Linked DNA regions of Mus musculus: regions 1, 2, 3 and 5 are each linked to region 4. A link is a contact called in public promoter capture Hi-C data. All regions are on one chromosome and are shown on one strand. Each heading gives the region's core, a stretch centred on a gene start, on an enhancer-like site or on the middle of the called end of the contact. The rest is flanking DNA. Distances are from core to core; before and after follow the strand shown.

The links. Promoter capture Hi-C pulls out the DNA fragments that hold promoters and counts their contacts.
Region 1: a promoter capture Hi-C map of liver shows a contact between it and region 4, with 3 times the contacts expected there. The contact joins the promoter of Slc25a26 here to the promoter of A730049H05Rik in region 4. A contact is called at or near these places in 7 of 39 promoter capture datasets (the 3T3-L1 cell line, 3T3-L1-derived adipocytes, hippocampal neurons and 2 more) and 1 of 9 other capture datasets (embryonic stem cells).
Region 2: a contact with region 4 is called in a promoter capture Hi-C map of stem cell-derived epiblast-like cells, with 2.4 times the contacts expected there. The contact joins the enhancer-like site here to the promoter of A730049H05Rik in region 4. A contact is called at or near these places in 13 of 39 promoter capture datasets (the 3T3-L1 cell line, the C10 cell line, HPC-7-derived erythroid cells and 8 more).
Region 3: a contact with region 4 is called in a promoter capture Hi-C map of embryonic stem cells, with 4 times the contacts expected there. The contact joins the enhancer-like site here to the promoter of A730049H05Rik in region 4. A contact is called at or near these places in 6 of 39 promoter capture datasets (the 3T3-L1 cell line, 3T3-L1-derived adipocytes, embryonic stem cells and 2 more) and 1 of 9 other capture datasets (liver).
Region 5: a promoter capture Hi-C map of embryonic stem cells shows a contact between it and region 4, with 5 times the contacts expected there. The contact joins the enhancer-like site here to the promoter of A730049H05Rik in region 4. A contact is called at or near these places in 6 of 39 promoter capture datasets (the C10 cell line, HPC-7-derived erythroid cells, embryonic stem cells and 2 more), 2 of 115 datasets of contacts at active chromatin or transcription factors (both in embryonic stem cells) and 3 of 9 other capture datasets (adipose tissue, embryonic stem cells and liver).

What each region holds. Positions count from the first base shown.
Region 1 is chr6:94,498,927-94,501,626 of GRCm38.p6, reverse strand. Slc25a26 (solute carrier family 25 (mitochondrial carrier, phosphate carrier), member 26) reads right to left here and starts at 1,313. Exons shown (of 10, transcript NM_026255.5): 1 at 1,170-1,313. The coding sequence starts at 1,202.
Region 2 is chr6:93,848,139-93,850,838 of GRCm38.p6, reverse strand. The region is part of intron 2 of Magi1 (membrane associated guanylate kinase, WW and PDZ domain containing 1); the gene reads left to right. Among named protein-coding and RNA genes, the nearest start is that of Gm22840, 41 kb to the left of the region's middle. Within about 2 kb of position 1,373, at least 54 of the 459 cell types and tissues checked have an H3K27ac peak or open chromatin away from gene starts, as enhancers often do. A contact at or near this core is called in embryonic stem cells and stem cell-derived epiblast-like cells, where this site is marked.
Region 3 is chr6:94,204,600-94,207,299 of GRCm38.p6, reverse strand. The region is part of intron 1 of Magi1 (membrane associated guanylate kinase, WW and PDZ domain containing 1); the gene reads left to right. The region is part of intron 1 of 4930511A08Rik (RIKEN cDNA 4930511A08 gene); the gene reads left to right. It overlaps Gm52867 (a long non-coding RNA gene), which reads left to right. Exons shown (of 2, transcript XR_003956333.1): 1 at 1-2,700. Among named protein-coding and RNA genes, the nearest start is that of Gm52867, 22 kb to the left of the region's middle. Within about 2 kb of position 1,274, at least 10 of the 459 cell types and tissues checked have an H3K27ac peak or open chromatin away from gene starts, as enhancers often do. A contact at or near this core is called in embryonic stem cells, where this site is marked.
Region 4 is chr6:92,815,049-92,817,748 of GRCm38.p6, reverse strand. A730049H05Rik (RIKEN cDNA A730049H05 gene) reads right to left here and starts at 1,306. Exons shown (of 5, transcript NR_169152.1): 1 at 1,089-1,306. Adamts9 (a disintegrin-like and metallopeptidase (reprolysin type) with thrombospondin type 1 motif, 9) reads left to right here. Exons shown (of 40, transcript NM_175314.4): 30 at 1,106-1,279.
Region 5 is chr6:93,978,056-93,980,755 of GRCm38.p6, reverse strand. All of the region lies in intron 1 of Magi1 (membrane associated guanylate kinase, WW and PDZ domain containing 1), which reads left to right. Among named protein-coding and RNA genes, the nearest start is that of Gm22840, 89 kb to the right of the region's middle. Within about 2 kb of position 1,270, at least 7 of the 459 cell types and tissues checked have an H3K27ac peak or open chromatin away from gene starts, as enhancers often do. A contact at or near this core is called in embryonic stem cells, where this site is marked.

The sequences.
Region 1 (2,700 bases), core at 64-2,563, 1.7 Mb before region 4:
CTTGTGCTCGTGCACATATGTGTGTGTGTGTGTGTGTGTGTGTGTGTGTGTGTGTGTGTGCAGCCCAACCTTGAGTCAGAAGTCTTTCTCATTGTCTCTCCTCTTTCTTCACTGAAGCAAAGGATCTAGAGATCACTAAAGGTTAGTCTAGCTCACCAGCTTGCTCCAGGGATCCCTTGTCTCCACCTTCTGAGCACCGGAATTACACATGGGCCACCAGACCCACCCAACATTTCCCAGGGTTCTGGGAACTGAACTACAGATGCTATAACTACTGAGCCATCTCCCCAAACACAAATGAATCTCATATATTTAGGATGCCTGGCCCATAACCTGTTATCACCTCTTCCCATAATGTCCTGAACCTAGTCCACCTGTCACTTACCCGAGCAGTCACTTCTGTACTGTCTCCTACATCTAACTCTTATGGGCAGGTTTCTCTTGTTCAACACTCTATCTCCAACCCTTCCATCAGAGCAGTAGCTAGTTCTGTAAACAAATGCCCCTGGGCTTCTATTTGCCCTTAGCAGGAGCATTTTAAAAATGAAGGTATTTCTTGTCTGCTTCTGTTCACTCTTCCAGAATAAAATCAAAGTTAACCAGTCTCTCTTACATCTGCTAAATCTATTATCTCCTGCTAGACCTGCTGTTATAGGCCCCTCAAAAAGCACTGGTTCTCATAAATCGACAGAATTAGCCAATAAACCATCGACTCCACAACACCACTACTTATGCTCAGTATTTCTTCAAAGCCTAAACGTGGAGAAAAATGAGCAGATTACTAGGAACTAAATGTGTAGAAACTTCAAAAAGACAAGCTAGTATCTTGGATGGATGGGTCGTAAGTGTTTTCCTGAATAGTGTGTATTTGCATGTTTAATTCCCAAGTTCAGGTGAATATGGTGTACAAGGGAAGTCTTAATTTACTGAAGCCTTCAGTAAATAAGACAATGTGTCAAGCATACCTCATCTCTAAAAGCCCATCAGAAGCCACCAAGCCTTGAGAACAGACTTCCCAGACGTCTCTAGGCTTGGTCCTAGATCTAGCAGCCAGTGACCTGAGGACAGACCGACCACTGCTTAAACCCGGAAGAAAGCGGCAGTGCAGAGAAGCCGCCACAGCTCCCACGCAGCCTGCACCCAGCAGCCCACCCCTACCCGGTACTCACCACCAGCGAGGCCGTGAAGCCCGGCGCGTCCATGGTCTCCCAACGCCGCCAAGGTTAAAAATCACAAGCTGGGCAAAAGCAGGTGCTGACTTAAAGAGCTGGGCGCCGCCATGTTGGGGCGGGATATGGAGCAACTACTTCCGGGGCAGAACTCGTGACGTCACACCACAACAAAAGCACGTGCGTCGCTCGGTGCTGGTCGCTGAGCCTTTCCTGGAGGACCCTGGGGTTTGGAGCTTCTCCGGCTTCCTGTCCTTCAGCAGCCGGCTCCGGAGGCGCTAGGCAAGAGCCTCGCACAAGCCTGTGGCCCCGGATGGGATCTACGAAAGACCCCGGAGGAGAGACCAGAGCTGGCAGGACTGGGACCAGGCGGCACTGCCTGTACCTGAAGGCCAGCCCTGTGGTTTCCTACTCACAATCCAAGTCCGTTATTCCTTCGCTTTATCTGTGCAGGCTGGCTGGATTTCTGTTGATCCAATTCCAGAAAGAAAGAAAAAAAATGTTAAACAAAAATACGTTTTTATTACCAAAAAAAAAAAAAAAGTATTCTCCATTTGTACTGACGTTTATTTCTCTTTAAATTAATGTACTTAAAGTAGGAGAGTGATCACTAGAGACTACGAAGGGAAGAAGGATGGAGGTAGCTGCTATCAAAATACAATTAGTTAGGGCCAGTGAGATAGCTTAGTAGGTAAAGGCGCTTGCCTCCAATTCTGGAGGTGACAACTAACAAATTCCTATTAGATAGGGCGAGTGAGATGGTTCTGCAGGTAAAAGCTCTTGCCACCAACCCTGCAACCTGAGTTCACTCCCTGGGACCCATAGGGTGAAAGAGACAACCAGTTCCCACAAGCTGTCTCCCAATGTCTGTGGACATACCTAATATTTATTGTATATCATATATTTTGCATATTATATTTTATTACATATTAATATGTTGATAGTGAAATAAATAGAATTTAATACTTAAAAAAATACAGCTTAATAGTGAGTGTAACTCAATGGTAGAATATGTGTTTACCTAGCAGGGCCCTCGTGTAGATGGAGGAAGACAGGAAGAATAAGTACCATTGCTCTGCAGGACAGTAGGATTGCTAGTTTACAATTTACTTACGTGTGTGTGTGTGTGTGTGTGTGTGTGTGTATTTCAGTTGGTATTTGAGTTTCACTGTAGCCTATGATAGGCTAGAACTGGCAATGTAGTTATGTAGTTCTGGTGACCTCAAACTCATAACAATTGTCCTGCCTCTGCCTCCCAAATGTTGGAATTACAGATGTGAGCCATTACACTTGGATAATAATTTGGGTTTTCTTTCTAGGGTCTTGAACATGCAAGGGCAGTATAGATGTAGCCACAAAGGCTACATATATAGTTCCACCTACCTAGTCACTGTTATATATTTTTATAGAGAACTAAAAGAAAATAGAAAATTTCAAAGATGACCCACAAAGAAATGATATTTAAGGAATTATACATGCTAATGGCTGACTTAGCCATTTCACATCGTGTGGGTGTATTGAATTATCACCC
Region 2 (2,700 bases), core at 124-2,623, 1.0 Mb before region 4:
CGTTGTGTGCCATCAGCATGGCTACGTTTGCTGTTGCCCTGAGCAAGAAGCGAGAGGGTCAGTTCATCGGGAAAGGTGTGGTCGTACAGTGTGGATGAAACTCGGGGTAGATGAACGGAAGCCCTGAGAGGCAGAGCTGAAGGGCCTTGAGCTCTCCACTGCTCTCAGGAAGCTTCTGGAAATGCACTATGATGTCTGTTTGTTGGGGGAAAAAAGTGATAATTTTTATTTTTAGATCAATATCTACTATATCAAAACTCCTTGGTCAAAACACAGCTAGGGATGTAGCTCAGTTGGTAGAGTGCTTGTATAACATTCCCAAAGCCCTGGTGGGTTCAGCTTCTAGCTCTGGATATACCATGATTGATGGTACATCTCTAAGCCCAGGGGATACGGAAACAGGATGATCGGAAATTCAAGGTCAGCCTTTGTTACACTTTGAGTTTAAGGCCAACCTAGGCTACATGAGACCCTGCCCCCCAAACAAAAACAAAAGATCCTTTTTATTATAATACAGGTCCTTTTCAAAACAAATAAAAAATATATAGCTCTTTATATATTTTAGATTTATATCTAGTCTCCTATTTTTTAGCTATGGGATTCTCTTTCTTCTTGGTACTGTGCATATAGCAGTAAGCTTCACCAAGCTCCCCATTATGAAGCAGGGATATAGAAGTGGATCTGGGGAGGAATACCTCTAATCCCAGGAGGTAAAGGTGTGAGTCGGGAAATTAAGGCAGGTCTCATCTGCAGCACTGAGTTCGAAGCCAGCTTGTTCTGCATTAGATCCTGTTTCCTCTCAATTAGAAAAAAAAAAGGTAATATATAAACCCAAAAGAAATGTAAAATGCCAGTGGTGATGCATACTTCAGTGGAGCGTAATAAAGCAGCATGAGCTGATGGAATAAAGGGCACATTGCTATTTTAGATAAAGTGGTCCAGTAGCAAATACAAATTAAGAAGTCTTCTGTTGGTGGTGATGATTGCCTTAGCTACCGAGTGTCTGAGTCGGCCTGGCGTGTGGCTTCGGACTTCCCTCTGAGCCTATCTGATTGCCAAGCCCTTTCAGCCTGTGATTTGATCTGAATGTTGCCTTAGATTCGTGAGGAAGCAGAAACACATTTCCTTCATAACAGAATGTGCAGGGAGGCAGAGCTGCTGCCCTTATAGCGGGGGCTGATCCTGCTCTGTTTAGAACGCCTTGCCAGTGACCAAGAAGTCCTCTGTGTTTCTAATCCTAGAAGGAAAACATACTTGACAAAGTACTGATGAAACAGTGAGAGGGACATTTGGTGCATATGCTGTAGTTCTGTGAAGAGCCACCTGTCATGTCTTCAGAAAGTGCTCCATGCAGGGCAACCGATTCACATGCTAACTAGCTGCACACACCCCATCTGAAGCTGGGAAGGCCAATTCCTTTGTGTTTCCAGCAGCAGGCAAAGCAGTGCCCTGCTTTTCATCCCAAGTTGTGCTGCAGAGTTACTTAACATATGTTTCCTTACACTCCTGTTATTGAGCACATATGCTTTGGCCCACAATCACAAACTCAGAGACAGGTTAAAAGGACAGGGCCTCCCCAGGGGGTGGTATTCTTGTTCCCTAGAGAATGGTATTTTCTTTCAAATGGCCCCCTGGGAGCAGTGGAGAAAGTTCTGTTTGGTGGTAGTTTATGTGTGTGCATGTGTGCCTTGTTTCCCTGAGGGGGGAGGAGATAGTGAGGATGCAAGGGCAAAGGGAGAGAACATGGCTGTTTGGGGTTCATCTATATTGGACATAAATTGACGTTGGGCTATATTAGCTGAGATTATAGTCTCTAACAGATCTTGCTGATTGATGAGAACCACGTTGATGCAGTAATTATTTTTTTAGTCCAATTACACACTTCTTTTAGACACCGTTATATTTTATCTGCCATATCTGGGAGTGTCGCATTATGCATCTCCTTTCACGTGATTGATTTTTGAATGTATGTTTCAGAAAGTACTTGGCACACAAGAGAAATGTCTCAGGATTTGAGAGAGGGACAGATCAGAAAAAGGATGCTGCGTGCCCTTCAGCCTGACTAAAGGATAGCCCTTGGGTTTGTACCACATAAAGGATCATTCCTGACTGTGGTGTTTGTTGTCTGTTGAAGCTGTTACTCCCCTGGTTCCCAGCAGTGTCTCCTGGTTTTGACCCGTGTGTTAACTGAGAATGTAAATGGTCCTACTGTTTCTATGACAGTGAGTGACTGCTTCCTTTCATGTCACACTCCAGTGATTCTGCAGTGGAAGGAGAGGGTTTGGAAAGTTATTTTGGAAACATTTGAATCTGATGCCAATCACCTGAATTTGACTTTTCTTACAAAGCTTAGCCAGCCAGCCTTTGGAGACTCTCATTTAGAACCCACCCATCTTCACTGTTTCCATCCTATGTCTTCTTCTGAATGTTGAGCATTCAGCCATGGGGTGATGCAGGTGATGTAGTACAGTTTATAGAGAATGATGAGCATAGAACAGTAGACTGATGCTTATAGCAGATGCTACGGGAAGATGTAGAACATGATGACATGGTAGGGAAACACCAGAGGCTGGGTCTTCCTAAGAGGGTTGAGCATAGCTTTCAGGGGGAAACAATGTCTTTGTAGTATCACAGTAGGAGTGGACAGAAGAGGGCGGGAGCAAAGGCATGTTGGCCTCACTGTATGTGGCTGATTTATTT
Region 3 (2,700 bases), core at 25-2,524, 1.4 Mb before region 4:
CACTGACTGAGTCATCTCCAGCCCCATGCATTCTAGTTTGGTGACATTGTGTTGTATGGTTTGGGACTGTTAGAAAGAAGGGTATGGTGTTGGCATATACCTGTGTGTTTATTTCTCTGGGGTCTACCTGATTATATACTGTGCATTTCTCTAACTTCAGTAGATAGTTCCAAAGCATGCGAAGTATGCTTCATTGTGGTTCTACCTCATGGTCCACCAGCAGCATCTTCATTTTCACTGTTCAGCATCCTTATTGTAATTTGTTTTTTTAAAAACAGGTGGGTTTTTTGGGTAGGCCTACAGATTGGATTCAGGGCCTGGCACATAGTAGGCCAGCACTCTGTCTCTGGCCCTGGACATTATTTACTTTTATCCATTTAAAGAGAAGGGTGCTTATAAGCCTTTGAATTGATGTGTCACACTGAGAGAAGTGAGGAGGCTGCGGACAGAGCTCAGTGGTAGCTTGCTTCGCATGTCCACAGCCATGGCTTGAACCTAGTGTACTCGAGGAAGCATGCACACAGAGAGCAAGAGAGAGATGGACTGAGAGGCTGATTGAGGTTTGGAGTTTAAGGAGTTTGAATTTACCTAAGGCCTCCCACTGAACGATGCCCATGAGGTGATTATTTGAGGCTGTAATGTTAGTGTTAGGATCTCAGCCTTTGGAGTCTGGCACACTATGGTCCAAATGCCAAGGGCTAAGTTATATGATCTTGACACATTTTAACCTCTGTGAGCCTCAGTAGTCCTTTTAGCAAAATGGGAATCATTTAAAATTCCTCAAGAGTGGGTACAAGTGAGTGCTTCCTTTGTTGCTGGCCTTGTTCATTTTAACGGAGGGCTGATATGCTTGATCTAAGTGCAGAAGTGCCCGTTTCACTGCTTTGGAATACTCCAGTATTTGTTTGTTTCATTTTAATTTTCACGGAAACGGTTATTTCACGGAGAGTATCCAACACCAGAACCCTTGCATCCATTCTGGAGCTGCCATGTGAGCTTGTGTGTGTGTGTGTGTGTGTGTGTGTGTGTGTGTGTGTGTGTGTGTTGAAGGACATCTTGAGCCCCGGGGCGCTGTGGATGCGTCTGCATTTGACACAGGACAGCAGAGAAGGAAGTGGCGCCTGGCTGTATTTTGAGGAGTTTTATTTTTCCTTTGTCAGGTCTTTGCATCCTCCACTGAAAGCAAAACAAAGCCCCTGCCGCCTGCATAAATATTGTGACTGGCAGCTCCAGGCTTGCTGCTGTCCTTTTCCCCTTTCCTACAATTGCCTAGTGACTTAGGGAGGCACAGTAAAGCTCCATTGTCATGCTGGTGTTTGAAAGGTGACCTTGCAATGCCTGAACTAAAAAAATGGTGATCTCAAGAAAAATAAGAAAAACAGTTACTTTCTTTGGAGAGAAATTGAGGGGCATTTGATGGGGAAAGAGAGGGCCTTTCCTCCCTGACACCCAGGTTATTGTACTCTGCTTCTGGGTCTCAGAGAAGACAGACAGTGGAAAACTTGTGCAAGGTAGCAGGCACTTGGTACCTTCACCTGAGCATTTCCCTACTCATTTTTACTTGAGAAGCAGAACATGCCAGAAGTCTGGTTAGGAGAGCAGGAAGGAGTGCCCTCATGATATCTTCACGTAGAGTTTGACTTAGAGAATTCCATTTGTAATTAAGTTTTAGTTTCATTTTTTTTAATCAGTTAAAAAGATTGTTTAAGATAATTTCATTTTCTCCTTTTTTAAAATTCATATTCCCCCTTTCTATTTTTATGCCTGTGTCTTTCTGTGTCTCTCACATCTTTCTTTCAAAAATATAGGGGAAGAGAAGTGGAGGGAGAGGGAACACACCAGGGATGGATGGATGGATGGACGGACGAATGATAGATACACTGGTGTCTGAATTCATACAACAGGAAAGGATCCCTTTATATAACTTTTTACTGCTTGATTTTGAGCAAACTTCATCATACCTTTAAGTTTCAATTCTTTGTCTCTCAATGGAGACAATGATTATTTCATTTGTTGTGGAGGTTCTGACAGAAAATGACAACCACATGAATTTCAAGAATAGGCGCAACTGGCTGTGCCTAGCATGTGCTCTGTGTCAGTTTCTATTCTGAATCCGTGGGCGTCCTCAGTTCTTTCTGCCCTCAGCACTGCCCTGAGGGTTGCGAAGTCTACTCAGTGGTGAGGAAACCAAGACGGCTCCTGTTAAAGGGACTTGGCTATGATCACTCAGTTACTGTGTAATAGGGTTGGCATTTAAATGAGGAGTGCTTTAGTCTAGAGTCTGTGTCCTTACATATAACACACCTCCTGCACACCGTCCATCCTGTCACACAAACCCACTCCTTCTCCCTGGAGATAACCATCGTTCTTTCAGCATCACTTCCTATGTGATTGGAAGCAACCGGTCTGGTGTGTACCACCTACAGCATGTGCATCCTACTTTGTTTTGTGATGGACTGTTAGGATCTGTAGCTCTGCCCCGTGGCCCGAGATCAGTCAAGATCACTCTAAAAGAAAGCTAGGCCACACTGAGCTTGGGCCTGTGTGTCGCACCCCCCACCCACAAAACCCCCACTCCCAACTAGCTTCTGAGGAAAACTGTGGCAAACAAAGGCCTTCGGAGGTTTTCTGAAACATGAATGCAAACTCAAATTTCATTTTGCTCCCAAAATGTTATTACCTAAAATCTTGAAAAATATT
Region 4 (2,700 bases), core at 57-2,556:
CCTTCTACGAAAGAGCCTAAGCTGCAGCAGCATCCACTTGGGTATACATATGTCTTAACAAACTTTCCGTCTTTCACGGAGCACCTTGAATTTCCCTACAAGCAAATTAGACAAGCGTGCAGTTGTAGAGTCTGGTTTTGTTTTAGAAGAAGACCTCCTTTTGGGTACATGGCATGAATGTCAGATAACTTTGTTTCTCAACACCAGGCAAATTAATAGTGACTGATTTATGTCCACCCCCCAAATTGCTAATAACCTTTAATAACCAAGTGCAGTGTTATGCAGTTCTCTCTAATCAAAGGTTGCCTTTGGTTTCTGACTGCCAAAATCTTAATAAAGACAATAATTCTTGGCTTGCCCATAAGTGAGATTATGCAACCAACAATGAGGAAACCATTAAAAAATTAATTTAGGGGAAAGTTAATTGGTGTTTTGCAACTTGGTCAACAAAATGTTTCCTCGTGATTAATGGGATTTTTTCAAGAGCTGAAAACATTAAGCCTGAGGAAATTATTTTTCCTTATTAGCTTTTATTCTTCATCTATTCATTTGAGATTATGAGGAGGCACAGATAGTTAAGTGAATTCCATGATTTAAACAAACAAACAAACAACAAGCGAGGCAATGTTCTGTCTCCAGGAATAGAAACTAGAAAAATAAGAGGGCAGGAGAAAGTCCTTCTGCTTATATGGCCTTAATTGTCAATGGTTGGCTCTCTATGGGTTACGCTATAGAACCGCATCTCCCAATTTTCCCAAGCCATCCATCTTCCAGGATGGAAGTCATGCACAGTGTTTCGTTTGTCTGTTTCAATGTGGCACCATTACTTCTGGATGGTGGTGTTTCCCCACAATCTCTCCTCCCTCTGACATCCCCTGAGAGTTTTGGTTCCTCCCCACTTGTGGCTCCTGCACCCTGCCCAGCACTGGCAGTTACCAGTGCTTTTAGAACTTGCCTTAGTGTCCCCCTCCTTGGAAATGAGAAAGCATTTTGACTGCTGTGAAAAATCATTGGATTAAGAAAGCATTGCCCTCCTCTGTGACCCACCCCTTCCCGCCCTCCAGAAGGGAGCCGAAGTGCCTACTTACATCCTGTGTCTTCTCAGTGCTCTGTGTCCTGTGGCCAAGGCGTGCAGCAGAGGCATGTGGGCTGTCAGATCGGGACACACAAAGCAGCCAGAGAGAGTGAGTGCAGCTCCTACAGCAGACCAGAGTCGGAGCGTGTCTGCCAAGCCTCACCATGTCCTCTCTACACTTGGAGGGCAGAGCAGTGGCAACAAGTAAGTAAAGCCATGAAGTAAGTGCACACCAGCCTGCGTGTCGCTCCACCCCCTTGTTAGCATCAGCTCCACACCCTATGGAGCCTGCAAAGCCATTGAATGGAGTGGCATTGCTGGCTCCTTCCCAAAGGAGCTGTTTGCTGTCAGGCTCTAGGCAATTCCTGTTTGCGTTTCTCCCTGTGGTCTTGAGTATCCCAGAGCTGGGGTCACTGAAATGGAAAGGAAAAAAAACAGCTTTAACATGCCTCAGGCCAAGAGTATAAGCATACAGACAACTTTCACTTCACAGGAGGGGAGATGATGGGCAGAACATTTAATATATGTTTGGATTTGGTTAGCCTGTGTTCATTTGAATAGCCGTAACATGCAAGTATTTGAGGTAAAGCTTACTCTGTATTTTTCCTTTTCGTGTGCCATTGACGATCAGGGAGAGAAAACGGGCTCTCGTGTGAAATACTCATTAATTAGGGTAGAATTTCCAGTGTTTTCAACCCATGGTAGAATCCACATGAAGTGTTGAGTTAATATAGAAATATGCTGGACTTATTTTTCTTCTACTCCCCAAGTTAATGCTTGACTTTAGCAGACATTTAAGTGTCTGTGCTGGAAAGTCCATTGCTGGGGGAAGGGGGAGAGGAGGGTAGAGGTGGTATAAGACATTAGGGGGAGGTAACCCCAATTTCCAGAACAGAATGCTAGGTTATAGAAAGAGTAGGACAGAATTAGAAAGTCAAATCAGATCTGCTGACCCCGGAATGACATAAAAGACGCACACTGCTGGAGAGGCAAGATGGAGGAGCCGCCTGCACTGAGCGTGGCTCACAACCCAAGGTAGCGTGGTTTGAGGATGTTTGTTCTGCACTTGGCTGTGCTGGGAGCTTTCTGTCTGTCCGTCCTCTCACTTTGTCTTTTGGATGACACCTAGATGAGGTGAGTTTAGTTTTTAGTTTTAGGTGGTAAAACTAAGATTCAGACAGACTTTGCCAGTTGTCCAAGGGCCCCACATCTAGCAGCTAGAGGAAGCCACCCATGACCCTGTTTGATATCTCTCATCTTTATGATTTCCTACTGTATTCTGCACCTCTGGGATTGGCTTCCCAGCCCTGCTCTCCCCAGTCCCTTCCGGTAATGGATCCATTCCTTACTACAGTGGTTCATCTCTTTAGGAACGCTTCCTTCTTCATCTGCTTGGTCATGTTGCTTGTTTTCCTTCTAGACTTCTCTTGCTTCTGTCAGATAGTATCTGGGACAATACCTAACACAGTTAAGTTTAAGATTATTTGAACTTGAGCCAGATAGGTTATCAGGAACTTGTATGCTTAGAAAAATATCACTGTGGTCCCTATCTCAGCTGTGCCATCAATAGCCACGTGACTCAGAGCAAGAATTCTTATCTCTCTGAGTCTTGGCTTGCCATCTGT
Region 5 (2,700 bases), core at 21-2,520, 1.2 Mb before region 4:
ATATATGCTTTTATATATATGAAGGAAGGTGAGAAAGAAAAATTCAAATGTTCCCAGACCTCTCACCACCCAATCTTTCTTATCTTTCTTACCCAGAAGCACTGTGGGGGTGTCAGGGGTCTCACACCCTTAGTCTGTTTAGTGACTTCCAGGCAGTGTTTTCCCAGAAGGACTATGGGGTGTCAGGGGTCTCACACTCTTAGTCTGTTTACTGACTTCCAGACAGTGTTTTGAGTGATTTAGCCCAGCTCTTCTTAGACAAGTGTCTTTAGTTGCAAGCTGACATCTGGCTGTTGGAATCTTCTGCAATGTCAGCACTGGGTACCCGCTAGGTGCAGCTGCTGCTGCTGCATTCCTGGCCCTGATGGGGGAGTCCACGGCAGTGACTATTTCCTGGGTGATGAGGTAGGTCAGCCTAGACCCATCTCAGAATAACACCTCCACCAGGGCTCAGAGCTGCTGTGCCTTATGTTGTTGGTGATGACAGTTGAGGTTGTTGATACAGGCCTTCTCTCTGCCTGGAGAAAGGCCCTCTTCCACTCTATGTTCTTCTCAAGTAGGTAGACCCAAACTCACACCAGCTGGCCTCCCCTAAGCTGCGCTATGGTTCTGAAGCATATTTTAGTCATTTTTCTTTATCGTTTTCTCTTCAGGTCTGCTCAGAGCTTTTACTCCCATGTGTGATCGTCTACAAGATTTAATTATTTATAGTGTTTTTCAGAAATCACTTTCCATGGTTTTTTTTTTTTCTTTTATGTTTCATGTGACTTGTGTGCAGAACACTGGTTCTCAACCTGTGGGTCACAATCTCTTTTTAGAGGAGTGTCAAAGGACCCTTGCACAGCAGTTGCATATCAAATATCCTACATGTCAGATATTAACATTACAATCCATAACAGTAGCAAAATTATAGTTATAAACTAACTACAAAATAGTTTTATGGTTGGGGCCACCGCAACATAAGTAACTGTGTTAAAGGGTTGGGTTGCAGCGTTAGGAAGATTGAGAACCTCTGGTGTAGAGGAATGACATCTGGGAAATTCTTTATTGCAGTAAAAGTTGTTAGACTTGAGGATGACCCCAAATCCATTCTGTTCTTTTAAGATGCTATTTGTAGTAACTGTGAATATACCTCTGAAAAAACCTCCCCCCACACCACCTTCTTTTATTGAGCCAGGGTGTCAATGGTATATCCCTGGCTGTCTTGGAACTCTCTCTGTAGACTAGGCTGGCCCGGAACTCAGACATCCTCCTGCTTCTGTCTCAGGAATGTACTACCACGCCTAGCTTCTTTTGTCTTTTGTCTCATTTTAGCCAAAGCTGATCCTGAACTTGGTATGTGGTAGGAATGACCTTGAACTTCCAATCCTCCTGTTTTTGGAGTAGGGGCAGAATGCAGTTTTGGGGAGTGACCCCAAGAGCTTCCCGGGTGCTCCAAAGGCAGTTAGTATCTGATTATCCATACCTGAGTTCACCTCCAATTTGGTTATCTTTTAATGTCTTTTGTACATTGCTAGCATATTAATACTTGGTGAACATATGTGTACAAATGAGAAGTTTGAACGAGGTGATAAGTTTGCTGAGAGTGACAGGTTGCCAATGGTAACCACACAAATCCCTGGCTCTCCTCTTAGTACAGAAAAACATCTTCAGCAGGTGGACTAATGGCTAGAAATTTGGGTGTGATTACCTCTTTAATGAACATATGGAAACTGTTGGGAGTTTTTTTTTTTTCCTTTTTTTAATGTTTTGGATGAAATTATTTCTGCAAGGTTCAGGTCAGTTTCCAAGCATACACAGTGCATCATATAAAGCAGCTTGTGGAGCTTGTATGTCAGAACAGGGTGATACAAAAGCTAAATGGAGGCAGGTCAGGCCTCTGGGAGCTTTGTTGTTTCTGATGCACAGTGATTGATAAGCTTGGGTTGTAAGTGAAGAACTTCTAAAACATTTAGATTTCTGGACAGATCTGCTGAGAACAACAAGGTGCTGAGGTCAGAAGTGCATATTTATTAAAGGAAGGTGTAGGTATAGTCAATTCTTGTTATCTGTGATAGCTATGTTATGCAAAGTTACCATGAACACCTAAGCCACTTCTAATGGAAATACGTAAGTAGGTTGTTGTGGATCTCTGGTAACAGTTTTTGTTTGCTACTTCATCACAATCTTAAGGTTTTTGTGTTTGTATTTAAAGGCGCTTTATTTAAACATACCTACAGTCTTAGTGTTCTGCCTTTGAGAAAAGACACTGTTACCATGGCATTTAATTGAGGCTAGCTTACAATTTGGAGATTTACTTCATTATCATCATAGTTGGAAGGATGGCAGCAGCACTTAGGCTGACTTAGAGCTGGAGAAGTAGCTGAGAGCACTACATTTGGATCCACAGGCAAAAGGAAGAAAGGAACATTGGGTCTGGCTCGGGCATCTCAAACCTCTAAGCCCACCCCCAATGACATACTTCCTTTAGCAAGACCACTCTCTGTAATGCTTTCAAATATAGTCACTTGCTGGTAACCCAGCATTCAAATATGTGGGTCTGAGGAAACCATTCTTATTCAAACCACCACACTCCATTACCATCCCTGAGGCTTGAAGCTGTATCATAATGCAAAAAATGTATTCAGTCCAACTTCAGAAGTCCAAATAGACTTTAATAGTCTCAACATTGTTTAGAAGTTCAGTCTCTGATACTTCTGG